Linked DNA regions of Triticum aestivum: region 2 is linked to region 1. The links are chromatin contacts, called in public Hi-C maps. All regions are on one chromosome and are shown on one strand. Each heading gives the region's core, a stretch centred on a gene start, on an enhancer-like site or on the middle of the called end of the contact. The rest is flanking DNA. Distances are from core to core; before and after follow the strand shown. Region 1 holds the start of LOC123091341 (uridine kinase-like protein 3). Region 2 holds the start of LOC123091348.

Region 1 (5,615 bases), core at 2,184-4,683:
TATAAATTTGGGTGTATTTTACATAGATCATTTTGACCAAGCTTAGTGCGAATATGCTGAACGATTAGGTCAATTGCCACACTGTTATCTGCGCCTCGTGGGATGATAATATCAGCATACTTCTTTGTGGGGAGAATGAAGTCTTCAAAAGCTGTCTTTACAAACTTTGAGTACTGCCAAAAAAAAGTTGCATGAAATTCCAAAAATGAGATAAGTGTACAGAACATGTATAGTTAGCATAGACACTTTTGTGACACCTAATTCAAGTAAACTTAAAAGAAAAATTGTTGTAATCAGTGTGCTGAATGTTGCTAAACACAATACTAGTAACATATTATAGACAAGGAAAATGGTGATATCTGAGGCTAAGCAACCTGATCTAACACAGCTATAATATCTCTACCCTTCTCAATGGTATCACGACGGATCCTCCTTGTTAATCGCACATCAGCATCTGAAAGAAAAATGCAAAAACAATACATGATACACTAACAGGGTAGAATGGATAGGGTTACAAAGAAACTGTTTGCGTAAAGAAAAACTCTACTGATGGAGAATTCAAAGTAGGGACTGAACTAAACACATGACAACATATCAGTAGGACGTCTCTCAAATTTATCATTTACTGCAACAGAGCGCTAGCCTTGGTTATGCACATTGCTGCAGTTTGTGCAGCATGCCCTTGGAGATATTTATGGTGTTAATAACGACTGCTTTGTATTAAATACACCAAATATTGCAAAACCTTAAGTACGTTGTATATGAAAATAAACAAGAAGCTACTCAAATTTACTGTAAACTGACAAGAAATTAATGGTCATCTATAGTATATTTCCAAATTGAATGGAACAGAAGGAACACATGTGTGCCATTAAATATTATGAGATATTGACACTCCACATCTAAAAACATGAATGTGAAACTAAATGTCCTGGCCATAAGCCACAGTTGGGGGTTGCAAGGCATAAAAGAGGCTGAAAGAGCAAGATATCATCAGCTTAGTATGCAAATATCAGTACCTGTATCAACGAAGATCTTCATGTTCATTAGATCCCGGACACGTGAATCATGGAAAAGTAGAATTCCTTCCAAAATTATAACATCTGAAGGATTAACCTGACAGCAGTCACAAAATTAGGGATGCTCTCATAAATAAAGTGGTACAGTCGTACAGATATGAATAAGTGGCGTACGATATTTATAAGTACTCGGCAATAAATTAACTTCTTGGAGAGAACATTTCAAGATGAACTCTATGTTATGCAATAAGGTGCTTGCAGAGTGTGTGAGCTAACACTTACTACACTATATATTTTACATAATAGTTTGGGAGGAAATTATTCTGGAGAGACTACAAAATTTCAGTACAATCTGCAAATATTGATTAGAAACCTAATTTCATAGTTCAAAGTCTCATAAAGCACAGGACTAGGAGATCCTCAGCCTACCAGGTGAGCATGAATAGCACCATATGTATAGAATTACCTTTCTTGCACATGAGACACTCTTATGTGTTTTGAAGTCGTAGCTTGGAATGTCAACAGCTTTACCATGTTTCAATTTTTCCATACAAGAGAGTAGTAAGTCCGTATCAAATGCATCTGAAATTAGGAAAGGAGCAGCAGCAGTAATAAAGTCAGAGCACATTTCCTGCGAATGGCGCAAAAAGACATTACGTTCTCATGAAATATGTGCTATACCTGGATGATCAAAGTTATAATCATGAACATGAATCATTTCCTCATCAGACAGTCCGTAATAAAATGACTCCTGCAACATTTGAGATCAACATTCTTATTGCTTGCGTATGATGAGAAAATGGTTCATGTTTGATGAGAATGAAATATCTAGCAAGGGAAAGTGGATAAATAAAAACTTGAATGCATAATTGATGACACTACACATTTATAAACCAAAAACAATGAACTATTAGTGACTTTGTTATAAGAAAAAAAAGGATAGTCCTAATATCACAAGAAGCGCAGTCAGAGTTGTAGTACACAAACCTGAGTAACAACAACTACACGCTGATCGCATAGCTGATCGATGATCATTTTGCAAACAGTACTTTTACCTGAAGACGCACCTCCAGCAACACCTTCAACGCAAACAAAATTATGGTGAGGCACATTTGGGGGTAGAAAGGCTGTACTATGTAAGCAACTACAGTTTACTGAATTTCCGACAGCAAATAGAGAGAACAGAACCCATAGACTACTAACCAATAACAAATGGTGCTTGGTGTCCATTCTCCAGGCCTGACGTCGTTGGTAGTTCCTCCACCGACATGGAACCTTTCAGGTCCAGCTCGTGCAAACGGAGTGCTGGATGATGGACCCCAACCGCGGCAGCATTAAGCACTTCGCTTGTCGAGTATGATCCCATATAGTATTACTGTTCAACAAACCTACAGTCACCGGGATGTCAAACATGGAGGTCATCCAAATCTGCAGAAGATGACAACTAGAAACAGCAACAGACATGTGTTCACAAATCATAAGACAACAAGGCGGTCATATGTGATGGGGGCTTCACACTACAATGGACTTGTTTAACCAGGGACGGATGTTTTGCTTCGAACAAGCCAAAATGTTGCTGGAAGATCTAAATCCCCAATATTTTACCAGGCCGGCTACCGCAACAAAAATGGAATCGCCGTGAAAAACATAAATAGGAGGATTTGTAGAGATGGAAGGCGTACTGATTTAATCAAAAGCAAAAGTCGCAAGACAAGAGTTTCAACCAATCTAGTACCACCAGAACAATTCAGCCAGCTTATTCACACAATCATGTGCAGAGGAACTAACTGATTCATAGCAAGATAGGCACAGAGATCAAACGCAATTTTCCAGATTAAAAAATAATTCAAACGCCGCTACGCCCACACCTACCGCCGAGGGCACATACCGCAATGACAGATCTGCCAACGATTAATTAGATCACTATAAGGTGCCATGAACGGACGGATTAGATTGCTAGGGGACCACGCCAGCGCACAAATCCGCAACGAAATGAACGAGGGGAGGTAACGTTTGGACTCTACTGCACGCGGCGCCAGGGACGAAAAGATCCCGGAGATCGAGACGAACTCGTGGAACAAACCTGGAAGCAATCCAGAGCTACATACCCACAGGAGAACAAATCAATGCAAGCCCGCCCAGATGGATCTCCGCGCCACGTCAGTGCGGCGCCAGTCGAGTGTGGGGCGGGGGCGGGGGCGCGGCGCCGCTCGACGAGGGAAGACTCCGACGGTGGAAGGAGGCCTGGGCTCGCGCCGCCGCCGGCGGGAATCGGGAAGACCGAAAAGAACAGGCGTCTTCGCGGCGGGATTTGGGGGGAGATCAGAGAGGAGGAGGAGGAGGGGTATTTGGCTGGCGCAGGGAGAAGAACAGTGATGACGAGGGGAACTTAGATTCTGCTGCGTGTTTTTAATAACCTATCGAGAAGAGATTCCATGATATACGTGAGATATTTCACGGGGAAATACGGGGTATGTGTTTGGTGGAAAAACAAATACGGGAAAATGGGATGTGTGTTGGCCCTAACACCTCTCGTCCGTCTGATCAGGGCAGCTAACGGCTGAGCGCGTCCGCTCTTCAGCAACACAAAAATCAAGCTCACACGACAAAACTTCTTCTGCAAGTTCGAACTGGAACTGCGTGGAGCAATGGGGCTGTGACAAGGGATGATGAAGTCCAATATATTGTTTCTGGGAAGAGTAAAATGCACTCTGGGTCACTAAACTTGTTCCTCATGGTCACTTTGATCATTGTATTCAAGAGTAATTTGTAAAAACCATCACAATTGGGGACCCTAATTCAGAAAACCACCACCATTCGAAAAAAATTCAAAAACCCGCCACCATTGTATTGACAGTTTTCAAAAAACACTGATCGGTCGATTAAAGTTGTTTGACGCCGAATCTGACGAGTAGGTCCCATTGTCAAGTCGACGTGGCATGGGCAAACAGAGTGAGGAGACGGACGTTAGAAACTCTGAAGTAATTTAATCGAACACCTAGCAGGCATGCCGTCGGCCGCCCAGCTCGCCAATGGTAGGAGCACAACACCGGCGGCCGTGGTGCAGGAATGGTCCGTGGGCGACCAAGTGCGACGCGGTGTGACCGTGGGTAGAGAGGCGGCGCCGGACCAGCGCGCCCACGGGGTGGTCGGAGCGAGGGGCGGAGCTCGCGACCCGGCCACAACTGCGACACGCCCGTGCTCTGGAGCAGGCGGTAGCTCGCGTGCCCGGGCACGGCCGGTGCTGTTGCTCGTGTCCCCTTGTGTGGCCGGTGCTGCTACTCACGCGCCCGGCCGCGGCCGGTGCTGCTGCTCGCGCCCCCGTGTGTGGCCATGGCCGCTGCAACTGCTCGCGCTCTTGCGTGGCTGCTCGCGCCCCCGTGCCTGGCCATGGCTACTGCTGCTCGCGTGCTCAAGCATAGAGGGAGGAGGTGGAGGAAGATCGCAGAGGCGGAGACTCCCGAACCGGCCGGTGGCTGAATCCGGTGGTGCGCCGGTCAGATGCGGACGTGCTATTCTTTTTTTTGGCTGCCAGCGTTGGTGGAGAAGAAAGAAGTGTAGAGGCTGGCGTGTGGGTCCCTTGTGCAGCTTATTGTACAAACCAAACACCATGAGATTTCGGTGCCACGTCATCACTCATAGTGGGCCCCGTCTGTCAAAAACGTTGTTAACATGTGTTTAGTAACCGATCAGTGATTTTTGAAAACTGTCAGCACAATGGTGGCGGGTTTTTGAAAAAAAACGAATGGTGGTGGTTTGCTGAACTGGGGTCCCTAATTGTGGTGGTTTTTTGCAATTTACTCTTGTATTCAAAGATTGACTCATTATAATAATTGTACTTGATTTCTTTTTCATGGTAATATGTGTCTGATTCATATTATAAAGATTAAAGTACAAGTTACATAAAGACCGACATGACAAAACTAAAAAAAGAACATAACGTCTCTGAGCCCGTCACATGCCTCCGACATCACCATAGCAGCCACCGAAAGAAAAAATGACGGATCACCTTCTCACCCGAGCTCGACGCGGCTGCATCGCTGATATACAGCTTTACAGACCTCCAAGATGGCTTGCCAAAGACGAAATCATTACTGTTGAACGAAACAGACCAGGGCAACACCCCGGACATGCCATCGAACTTGTACTTGATTTAACGGGTTCATTTGGTCACTGGCTACGTTTTCCATTCGTATTTCATACGTATTTTGCCCTCGACGCTTTTGACGGATACACGCGCTGAGGTGGAGTAAAAAGCCGTGGGCCGTTGGCTATTTTGTAGTTAAGCCCTTCTGTCCATCATTTTTTGCATTCGAAGATGCCTTGATCACATCGCTTGGTAAAGGGAGAGAAAGGGTCGCGAGTGGCATCATCGTCGAGGAAGGGGATTTGGTGCGGGCGCGGTGAAGGTGTTGGGGAACGTATCATGCAATTTCAAAAAAATTCTTACGCTCACACAAGATCTATATAGGAGATGCATAACAATGAGATGGAGAGGTGTGTCTACATACCCTCGTAGACGAAAAGCGGAAGCATTTGACAACGTGGTTGATGTAGTCGAACTTCTTCTAGCTCCGACTGATCAAGTACCGAACG
Region 2 (5,715 bases), core at 988-3,487, 700 kb before region 1:
TCTCAAGCGCGAACTCCGCGTGTGTTGCCCTCGCAGAATGCTCAGTTGAGGAGCATGGCTGAGCAGATTGTAGTCAGGCAGGAGCAGATCGAAGTTGAGCAACAGCAGATCCTAGCGCTTCTGGGGCAGATCCAAGTTGAACAGCAGCAGGTCATAGTGCATCAGGAGGAGATCCAAGTTGAGCAGCAGCAGATCATAGCTGGGCAGCAGCAGCAGAGGCACCTCTTGACTCGGATCTTAGCCCAGCTCCAGGAATATTCAGCTCGGAAGACTCCACCAGCTGCTCCTTGTGCTGCAGGCTCAGCTCACACAGAGTGTCTTGAGTGACTTGGCGCATTTGCAGAGACTTTGATCATCCATTGTCACTACATGTCAGCTATATGCATATGTCAGTTTATCTGTTAGGCACTTAGCTGTTGGAAGTTGGAGAAAACGTTGCATGTTGGATGACCTTTGGTGAATGGGATTATGCTATGGGCGATGGGATATGCTGTGTCATACATAGCATATGTTTTCTTACATATTTGTGTGATATGCACTTTTATCTATATATACTCCCTCCGTCCCATAATAGTGTAGTGTCAAAAACGCTCTTATATTATGGGACGGAAGGTGTTGTTATGATTTTCAGTGTGAGGGTGTTGTTTTGATTATTAATGTGATGATATTAACTGTTGCACAATGTATTTTCAAGCTGAAGCTCTGTCCTTGATATCGTCTATTGTTCTTCGGCATGAAAACACAACCGCCAAGGGGCAAAACTTAATGTTTCATGTCAGATTCTCCTAGGGCATAAATGTTGATGCTTCAAACAAGTGTCTTCGTTGGAGCATCAGACCAGATTATATTGGAAACAGTCTCTTGCCATGGCACATACTGTAGTACCATAGATGGTCTCTAGGAGTATGACACAATCTACACTTGTCTTCCTGGAAGCATAATGTTAAAACTTTCAAGAATAACTAGTGCAGGAATCTGAAAACTGGGCACATAATCAACATTTCTTTTCGTCAAACACAAAAAATCTCGAAAAGCACATGATAGATAATCAACGTTCAAACAGAGTAGACAGAGAACTACTCCTACCATATATGCATACCACTCCAGTTATAAGCAAACTGCAAGAACCCATATGTACAAATTAATCCCCAAAATCAACCAAGAAATCGTTTGTTTCTAGCAGATCAATTAACTATCCTTGTTGAGGTAGGCGAACTCAGATCCTCCAAAGATTCCCACTCCGGTTACCCTTTGACCGTCTTCGCCGGCTGCTGCTGGCACTGACCAAGAACGGCCGCCGGCCGCTGCTGGTACTGACCAAGAAGGTCCGCCGACGATGCGGCCCCCGTGGAGTTCTGCCCCTGCTGGCCGTCGTGACGAAGAAGACACGCCGGCTGCGGCGGGGGCGGCGCCTGCGACACCTCAACGCGCTCTTGCCTGAGACCACGGACGCTCCCCGGCGGCAGCAGCGCCACGACGGCGTCGAAACAGCCTGCCGGGACGGCGGCCCGGACAGGCTTCTTGTTCCCGTCGGGCCCCACCGTGACGCCGTCCTCCCCGTAGATCCCCCTCAGCTCGTCGTCGGTGGCGCGCGGGGAGACGTAGAGCATGTAGAGCGCGGGCACGCCCTTCTTGCCGGCGCCGCCGTCCGTGGCGCTGGTGAATTCCTGCGTCAGCCACGGCGTCTTCTCCTTCCTGGACGGGCCGAGGAAGAAGCCGAAGTAGCTCTTGACCGCGCCCCCCTCGGCCTCGCTCCGCTCCACCCGCCAGTACCCGCCGGTGTCGACTTTGCGGCCGGCGCGCTTGGCCGCCGCGCCGGGGCTCTGGAACCTGGTCTCGCAGAGGAACCACCAGGTGTGCTGGCCCGCGCGGGCGCTGCCCGGCGGGTGCAGCCGCCGCAGCGCGTCGGGGCTGTCGCCGTAGATGTCGGCGTGGGAGACGAACCCCCGCGCGTCGGCGGGCACCTCCTTGCCGCCGCCGGCGATCCAGCGGTCGAGGAGCGCCACGCTCTCCTCCCGCGTCGGGCTGAAGTAGACGCCGGGGGGCAGCCGCGGCGGGTTGAGGTTGTGCGCGCCGCCGCGCCCGAGCGGATCGGGCGTCTCCGCCACGCCCATGGCGGCGGATGTTGGTTTCTTGGATGCTACCACTTTTCTTGCTTTCTTGAGGGCCATGGGAGGGGAGTCCGCGGCTTATGTTGTGTGGGAGGAGCGGGATGGGCGGGCCGCGGGCGTGCTGCTTGTTTATTGGGGGACGCGCTTCTTCTGTTGTGTCTCCTCGTCCCGAGACCCGTCCCAGTTTTTTCTTTTTTTAAGTTAACCGCATGTGTCATTAATCACAAATAAGGTGAATACAAGCACATAGCCCTGAATGGCGTTGTGAGTCGATGAAGAAACCTGCTGTCGGTAAGGTCAACTCCACCGCATGACCCTAAATCTTACCCCATTTTGTTCGGATGGAGTAAAAATAGAGAGAACAAACGTCAGACAGAGACCGGACAAACTCGCTGCACCCACCGCTGCTACCTCATATTTTGTCCGGATTTTGTCCGTGGTGGGTGCACGTGGTGGACCAGGTAAAAAAAGAAAAGAGTGACATGTGGGGGCGAGGCGGACACAGACGGACGACGAGGACGCGAAGACGTCCGCTTTCTGTCCGCTTTGGCCCCAAACCGAGAGCAATTTTGGTCTGAAAATGGGGTAAAAATGGATACAGACCGGACGAAACGTCCATATGCTCTCATGCATTGGGTCCTTCGGTTTATCCGTTTTACGCCAAACGGACATAAACGGACGATTTGAGGTAAATTTGGGTCACGCGATGGAGTTGGCCTAAGACATTTGTCGCTGTGGTGCGTTGACAGGGAATCATCCCCATCCTCCTCAAGTCTCAAAGCCATCATCAGCCGTTGACGTCGTCAAGGCCGAACGACAAATTCACCACCATCAATCCTCAAGCCTAGATCTGAAACCATCATTATCTCTCGCCTACCAGTGACATCGCCTGGACAACGGCCACCGGCTCGAAATCTAAACCAGCAGACCGAAAGGGTCTACAGAAGACTGAGCCCATAGGCTCCTCGACGCCGCCATGGATGCCTTCGAAACGAGACTGAAGCCGAGGCATTATTCTTTGAACCGACGTTGCTGTCACCGTTAAAAGTGATGCCGCCCCACACACGAAGCCTATCCTATCTACGGTCGGACCAAAACCCTGGGGTCCCCACCCCTCCGGTCGTCGGAGCAGGCAACAGAGGAGGCAGGGACGAGCGGCGTTGCCCAAAGGAACAAAGGAGACAGTTGTGTTCACCTTCCCTATCGCCTCACTCGAGCGGTTAGGAGCGAAGCAGCATTGGATTTGTCCCAGTGTTGGGGAAATCTAAGGCGCGTGACGGGCGTGACCGCGTGAGCACCTCCAGGCTCCAGCGCCTTCCATGTATAAATCTAGTTTCTCTATATTACATTTTGTAAATCTACAGGGGAAAAAGAAGTCCGGCTCGAGTCGGCTGTATAAGAGCATCTACCGTGGCGATGGACAAATCCGGCTTCTTAAACATCCACGGACATGGTCGAGCTCGTCTCATATTTGTCATGGTTTCTGACTGGGCATGCCTCATATCTTTCACTCTGCATCCGCCTATCTTATATCCGACACCTTATATGCATACTCCACATACAATGTTGAGCTACTCTACGTGATTAAACAACAACAACAACAACAACAACAACAACAACAAAGCCTTTCTGGACAAAAAAAATTGGCTGCAAACGAACACAAAATCAACTGCAAACAAACATTAGCAAACTTTGCAACATCCAAAAGATCATAGTTCGTCACCTGACAAGTTCTTAAACTTCTACAACTAAAAACGATGTAAACATATGAGGAGCGGGAGGGGGCGGGACCACCACTTCCTCGCCGGGCCTTTGCCTTTACGATCGTTGGCGTAGCTATAGGAGTCCGCGGCTGGTGGAGGGTCTTGGTCTTCGAAGCAGGAGGTGCAGTTATCGTCGTCGCCGCCGTCGTCGTCGTTGGAGATGCAGCTATCATCTTCGCTGCCGCCGTCGTCGGAGTCGGAGAGGGCGATGAGCCCCACGACGGAACACACTGTTCTGCTCCCACTTCAACTTGGCGACTTGAACCTCCTTTGCCGCCGCCTCCTTCGCCTCGTACTCCGACTGCTCTATTGCTAGCCGGAGAGCCTTGGCGTTCTTCCGCCGGAGGCGGCGAGTGTCCGTCTCCGTCGTCATGAGGGACGGGTGAAAGACCCATGAGAGGAGCCGCTCGTCCTCGTCGAGCTCCATATGCATCTCACGGAGGTGGCACGCGGACTGCTCTGATGCGTCCCTCTCCCGTGTCCACTGCCTCTCACGGCGCGCACCTCGGATTCCGAAGTGCGCGTGCGGGCCGGCAGCGCGGGCACTAGCACCCGACGACGTGGAGGAGCGGCCGGTGGGGGAAGGAGCGCGGGGGTGGTGCGGACGGTGCTGTCCCGGCGAAGCTGCGCGGGGGCGGGGAGGGTCCAGCTCCGACGTCTACGCTGCGACGACGCTCCAGATCCGGAGCTGGCGTCGATGTCTGATACGTCTCCAACGTATCTATAATTTTTGATTGTTCCATGTTGTTATATTATCATTTTTGGATGTTTTACAATCATTTTATATCATTTTTTGGGACTAACCTATTGACATAGTGCCAAGTGACAGTTGCTGTTTTCTGCTTGTTTTTTACATCGCAGAAAATCAATATCGAACGGAGTCCAAATGCAGCGAAACTTTTTATGGATTTTTTGGACCAGAAGACACCAGATGGGCCAGAGAAGCACCTGGGGCGGGGGGTGCCCCGAGGGGGGCACAACCCACCAGGGCGTGCCTGGGCCCCCAGGTGCGCCCAGGTGGGTTGTGCCTACCTCGGTGGCCTCCCGCACCGCCTCTTCGCTCTATAAATACCTCCTTGCTCCAGAAACTCTAGGGGAGTTGATGAAATTTTATTCCAACCGCCGCAAGTTCCAGAACCACGAGATCCAATCTAGAGCCCTATTTCGGCACTCCGTCAAAGGGGAACACGATCACAGAGGGGTTCATCATCCTCATTGGTGCCCCTCCGAGGATGCGTGAGTAGTTCAACTCAGACCTATGGGTCCGTAGGTAGTAGCTAGATGCCTTTTTCTCTCTTTGTATCTCAATACAATGGTATCTTGGAGATTTATTTGATGTAATGACTCTTTGCGGTGTGTTTGTTGGGATTCGATGAATTGTGAGTTTATGATCAGATTTGCCTTGATTTAATATCCAATCTTGATTTATAGCCTCGTATTTCTTCTCCGATATTTGGGTTTTGTTTGGACAACTTGATCTATTTATCTTGCAATGGGAAGAGGTGCTTTATACTGGGTTCGATCTTGCGGTGTCCTTTCCCAGTGACAGAAGGGGCAGCAAAGGCACGCATGTATCATTGCTATTAAGGATAAAAAGGTGGGGTCTATTCCTACATGAATAGATCTTGCCTACATCATATCATCGTTATTATTGCATTAGTCTGTTTTCCATGAACTTAATACACTAGATGCATACTAGATAGCGTTCGATGTGGAGTAATAGTAGTAGATGCAGGCAGGAGTCGGTCTGCTAATCTTGGACGTGATGCCTATATACATGATCATTGTCTTGGATATCGTCATAATTATTTGCTTTTCTATCAATTTCCCAATAGTAATTT

The links. A called contact is a pair of places that touch in the nucleus more often than the background predicts.
Region 2: a contact with region 1 is called in a Hi-C map of leaf, with 4 times the contacts expected there. The contact joins the promoter of LOC123091348 here to the promoter of LOC123091341 in region 1. A contact is called at or near these places in 2 of 5 Hi-C or Micro-C datasets (both in leaf).

What each region holds. Positions count from the first base shown.
Region 1 is chr4B:111,430,840-111,436,454 of IWGSC CS RefSeq v2.1, reverse strand. It overlaps LOC123091341 (uridine kinase-like protein 3), which reads right to left and starts at 3,433. Exons shown (of 16, transcript XM_044512829.1): 1 at 3,128-3,433; 2 at 2,223-2,407; 3 at 2,007-2,098; 4 at 1,701-1,770; 5 at 1,486-1,601; 6 at 1,020-1,116; 7 at 375-454; 8 at 1-173. The coding sequence starts at 2,385.
Region 2 is chr4B:112,126,478-112,132,192 of IWGSC CS RefSeq v2.1, reverse strand. It overlaps LOC123091348, which reads right to left and starts at 2,237. Exons shown (of 1, transcript XM_044512839.1): 1 at 984-2,237. The coding sequence starts at 2,171. The coding sequence ends at 1,245. LOC123091346 (MEIOTIC F-BOX protein MOF) reads left to right here. Exons shown (of 5, transcript XM_044512837.1): 5 at 1-519. The coding sequence ends at 327.